2 separate regions of the Sus scrofa genome follow, and region 1 is linked to region 2. Evidence: chromatin contacts called from public promoter capture Hi-C data. All regions are on one chromosome and are shown on one strand. The core of a region is the stretch at or near the end of the contact, and the rest is flanking DNA. Distances in the headings are between cores, read along the strand shown. Region 1 holds the start of RAB42 (putative Ras-related protein Rab-42). Region 2 holds the start of EYA3 (eyes absent homolog 3).

Region 1 (2,700 bases), core at 75-2,574, 420 kb before region 2:
TCTGTCTCTCCCAAGTAACTGTGTGCTCCCCACTTAGGGAGCAGGGTTTTTTTTTTTTTTTTTTTTTTTTTTTTTCCTTTTTAGGGCTGCCCTTGCAGCACATGGAGGTTCCCAGGCGAGGTGTCAAATCAAAGCTGTAGTCACCAGCCTACACCACAGACACAGCAACACCAGATCCCCCCCATGTCTGTGACCTACACCACAGCTCATGGCAGCGCTGGATCCTTAACCCACTGACCAAGGCCAGGGATCGAACCTATGTCCTCGTGGATGCTAGTCAGATTCATTTCCAGTGAGCCATGATGGGAACTCTAAAGGAGCGGTTTTGATTTCCATACTCTCCTGACCATTTCTGCATTCTTGATGTTTTTCCGATTGCAGGTTTTGTTTCCCCATTCTCTGGCTGGCAAACTCCTATGCATCCTGTATCGCCAACACAAATCTCTCTTCCTTTCGCATCTCCTTGACACCTCCCTCTCTCTGCTCCTATGGGCTTTTCAACACCCAGGTCATTCATCCCTCCAAATTCAATGTCAAAACTTTCCTCTGGGGCAGGGCACCAGGTCTCAGGTATTGGGCTCAGAGGCTGTGTTTGCAGGATGAATGGCTCAAGAGTGAAGGACTTATAGGAACTCCCGTGGAGGACATGGGTTTGATCCCTGGCCTCACTCAGTGGGTTAAGGATCTCGCACTGCCGCGATCTGTGGTGTAGGTCGGATCCTGTGTTGCTGTGGCTGTGGCTATAGCCTAGGTCAACAGCTACAGCTCCGATTCAACCCCTAGCCTGGGAACCTCCATATGACGGGGGTGTGGCCCTAAGAGAAAAAAAAAAAAAAAAAGTGAAGGACTCAGATCCAGGATGGGGACCCCCAGATCTCTACTTGGGCCACTGCGACTGACCACCTCCATGGTCAGGGGGACAGGCATTGAGCCGCCCCAACCAGAGGTCCCTCTCCCGCCCCACCTCCACCCCACTCCGCCCCAGCCCTGCCCCCACCGCGCACCTGAAGCGCTCCTGGCCCGCAGTGTCCCAAAGCTGCAGCTTGACGCGCGGCCCGGCCCGCAGCTGTAGAGTGCGGCTGTAGAACTCGACGCCCACCGTGGGCGCCGACTCGAGCTCCGGCTCGGGCTCTGGTATCCAAGGCGCGTCCGCCACGTAGCGCCGCAGCAACGACGTCTTGCCCACAGCCGTGTCCCCCAGCAGCGCGATCCGAAACTGGTAGCGGAAGCCCCCAGCCTCCATGGCCGGCGTCGTGGCTCCCTCCGGCCGGGAGACCGACTGTCCGGGCCGCGCCCTGCGGCTCCGCCCCCAGCCCCGCCCCCTCCTCGGGCCCCGCCCCCGGGCCGTGTGCAGCCACCCTGACCAGCGTCTTTGGCACCAAGGAAAAGGACCTGGAGGAACCCAAACCCGAGGAAACACCTGGGCAAGTCAATTCCTCACTCTGGACTTCAGATTCCTCCTCTGTAAAATGGGGATAATAATCCCTACTTCACAAGATGAAAAAATTAAACTAGATAATGTGGGGAGGAGGACTAGGGAGAATCAGACTTGCACTGACCTGAATCTAACAGCGCCAGAGCATCCACTTCTCATTGTTGGGATGGTTTCTCTCTGCAGCCCCCACTCTCTGTTAGTCTCCCAGTAGGGCCCCCGCTGCTGGACCTGGAGACACCACTCAAGAAAGTTGATCATTTATAGGTGCTCTTTCCCCACCCACGTGCCCCTTTCCTGGAGCCCCACTGGCCTGGTCTGGGGCCTTGTGTTCAATGTTCGGGTTCAATGTTCAGCAGTCCCTATTGCTTCCTCCCTGCCTGCCTGTGCTGGGCCCCAGAGAGGGACCTGGACACAGTGGGGTAGAAGAGGCAGGGTACAACTGCAATTCCAGAGGAAGGGCAATTGGCTGTGGACAGGACAGCTAACATTTATGAGGCCAGATGGTCAGTTCCTAATGCTTTGGGACAGCAATGCTTTGAGAAGGCCGTAGTGTGTCCATTTTAGAGCTAAGGAGATGGAGGCTTAGATGTGTGACTTGTCTCAGGTCACAGCAGAACTCGGACTTGTGGAAGTTCCTGGGCCAGGGATCAAACCCATGCAGTTGTAACCTGCCCCACAGCTGCGGCAATGCTGGATCCTTAACCCACTGCATCACATGGGAACTTCTTAGATTTTTTTCCCCCTTCACTATCCCTTTGATGCCACTAAAGGGGACTGCAAAGCAAATTCCCAAAGGACCAGACAAAGTCATCGGGTCCCACTTGGGTTAGGGGCGAGAGGAAGGCAACCACATCTGTATCCAAGATCCACTCCATAATTTTCAGTCTGATCTTCTGGACACTCAGGATTTCAGGGAGTTCTGGCTGGTCCCAAACAGCTTGTCTATACGTTTAATCCCACTGTCCCACTGTGGATGGTAGTTACCAGTTTAACTTGTTTTGGCAAACTGGCAGTAGGGAGCAGTTCTCCCTAAAACAAACCGTCACATCATCACATTTCCTCCTTATATAACCTTGTGAGTAGATGTTAGTCTGCCCAGTTTTTTACAGATGAGGAAACTGAGGCTCAGAGAAGTTAAGTAACCAATCTAAAATCACTAGCATGGAAGATTGAGACTAGCTTCCCAGTCTGTTTCTGGCTGGATAGGCTGGGGACTAGGGAAGGCCCAGGTTTTCTTGTACCTACCTCTAAATAAATCACTGAGA
Region 2 (2,700 bases), core at 92-2,591:
GGCTAATGTAAGGATTTTGGTCTTCCCAATGAAATAGGAATTCATTACAGGAGGGAGCTGATCTGATTAAGGGGTCTTGTTTTGTTTTGTTTTTTTGTCTTTTTGCCTTTTTCTAGGGCCACACCTGCGGCATATAGAGGGTCCCAGGCTAGGGGTCTAATCAGAACTGTAGCCACCAGCCTATACCACAGCCACAGCAACTCGAGATCCAAGCCACATCTACGACCTACACTACAGCTCACAGCAATGCCAGATCCTTAACCCACTGAGTGAGGCCAGGGATTGAACCCGCAACGTCATGGTTCCTAGTTGTATTGGTTAACCACTGAGCCACAACGGAAACACCCTGATTAAGGTTTTAACAGGAGCCGACTGGTGCTGTCCTGGAAGGGCAAGGGTATAAAAAGAGTAAATGGTCATACACTGACTGTGGCTTGTACCAACAGAGGCAGTAAATGGTTGCAATCTGGACAGATTTTGAAGGCAGATCCTGCAGAATTTCTGATGAATTAGATGTAGGGTGTGAGGGAGAGAGAGGAGTCAAGGATCTCAGTAAATGAAATTACTTAGTAAATTGTCACAAAGAGAAGTGATCTAAGAAGATAAAAGACATAAATCAAAAAACATAAGAAAAGAAGTACCTAGGAGGTGTAACAACTAAAAGTGTTTAGTTTTTCTGGATTTTGTATTTGTGAAATTTAAAAAACTTGTAATTTGTGATTTCTTTTCTCACAGTAAAGATTCATTTTTATACCTAATATTGTACTTGTAATTGTGGATTTCCTTAAAGAGAGCCCTCCAACTGAATAAACTTCAAGTCCTTAGAAAACCTGAATTCAACTCTGCTCCTTGTCCATACTGGGGTAGTAACTTAATGAAGCATTTAAAAATCTTGTTTCTGATAAAATTATTAACTAAAATACTGTGTCCGAAAGAGAAATTAATTGTAAGCTCAACACACTATTAAGAATAAACTACTACTGGGAATAAAAAATCACCTTGGGCAAACCTCCCCTCCCAGTGCCTTTCAGAACTTCCCAGCCATTCTTCCTCCCAAATACATCCAACATTTCACTTTCGTTTTAGAGAGACAGGGATTACACGCATTTCAAAAGAACTTGAAAAATGAGTGCTGTGTATTTTTCAATCGGGGCGGCTTGTAGCCCAGCGGCACCAGGGCCTGGGCGTTCTAAATACCAGCCTACCCGCACCAAACACCTCCGAGGCGCGGGCGGAACCAGAAGCGGGGCTACCAAGACGGTCGACTGGGCGGGGTCAAGGCTCTTCTCCGCCCCGCCCCGTGAGGCCTGACACATGCGCCCAAAGGATTTGGGTGGAACGAGGTGTGGCTTGTGAGACGACCCTAGCCGCCGACTTCCGGTTCCTAGGGATGCGCCTCCGGGTCACACTAACGCCGCCGTTTCCTCCAGCCGCTTGGTTCTCCTGTGAGTCTGGACCAGTCCCCATGTCCTGCTGTGGGGCCTCTGCAGCCTTTGGGTGAGTCTTCGCTACCGACAGGGTCTGAGTGCGGCCGGTCGAGTACAGCCTGTAGAGGGACGGGTCAAGAGTAGTGTCCCGGTCTCTGTGGGTGGGGGTTCTCTTTGCCTGTCCCTTGTCCCTGCAGTGCTTCCTGAGCTCATTTCGTTTCTTTCCCCCACGCTGGCCTCGCCTCTTTCACCTCAGCTGAGATTGTTTCGTTGCCGCTTTACCTCTCGTCTGGTTGTTTTCCCTGCGCCTCATCCACCCTTTAAAAGCCCTTGTTTCTTGCCTTTCGCCTCAGCTGGTCCCTGAGCTACTGCCTCTAGGTTTTGACCCTGCTCTCACTTTAGCACCTCTCTTCCCCAGCCTCTAATCCCGGGATCTCGCTGTTCTTTCAACCCAGCAGGACGGCCCATCTCCTCGTTGTGCACACCCTGCTCCAGTGCGAAACAGCAAGTCTCTCTCTAGGGTCCTAGCTCCTGGTCCCCCAACTTTCCCCCTCCCGGGACGGTTAGGTGACATTTGCGCTTCACCTGGTGTTCTCCCGCCTTTTCTTCCTTTGCCCAAGCCCCGATCTAGGCAATTTTACCCGACCTGGTGTAAGTTTTCTTTAAAGTGCTGAGGCAGACTACTGTAGCTTCAGTAGTTAGGGAGCAACAAAGGCGTTCCCAGTTCTTCCTTGGAGCACACTTTCGGGGGCTTTCGCTACCGCAGGCTAACAGGTGGCAGGCACACAGAACTGCTGGCAATTGGATTTGTGTACTCCTGTTAAATTGACAGGTCCTGAGGACGTCCTGTCATTTTCGTGTTCTCTATCCCATGAGAATGGATATGCACAGCTGAGGCCAAAATGCGTATGTTCTGGGGCGATCAGCTCTGTTTTCTGCATGGGCTTTACTTAATAGAATAGTTGCTGTGACAGGACAGATTTTTGGGAGATTGTTAGCCCCAGATTTGTAAGTTCATTTTCAGAAATTTCACTGTGCTGTTACTGAAAATTTTTCTGCCAACGAGTTCGGCATAGTAATTTCAAACTTCATATTCTTTAGTTGAATTTATTGTGTATGTGTGTCTTTATCCAGCCTCTTTATACATTGTTTCTTTATTTTTACTGTATTGACAAGTTTCCTGTTTTTCTTCCTGTTTCTTTATAAACCAGACATTACATTACTTTATTACCTAGCATATTCTTCTGACTATTATTTTTTCTTTACATTTTCC

What was found. Promoter capture Hi-C pulls out the DNA fragments that hold promoters and counts their contacts.
Region 1: a promoter capture Hi-C map of fetal liver shows a contact between it and region 2, with 2.3 times the contacts expected there. The contact joins the promoter of RAB42 here to the promoter of EYA3 in region 2. A contact is called at or near these places in 1 of 5 promoter capture datasets (fetal liver) and 1 of 47 Hi-C or Micro-C datasets (embryonic fibroblasts).

The regions. Positions count from the first base shown.
Region 1 is chr6:85,601,663-85,604,362 of Sscrofa11.1, reverse strand. RAB42 (putative Ras-related protein Rab-42) reads right to left here and starts at 1,324. Exons shown (of 2, transcript XM_003356245.4): 1 at 1,005-1,324. The coding sequence starts at 1,243.
Region 2 is chr6:85,184,497-85,187,196 of Sscrofa11.1, reverse strand. It overlaps EYA3 (eyes absent homolog 3), which reads left to right and starts at 1,341. Exons shown (of 18, transcript XM_021095661.1): 1 at 1,341-1,497.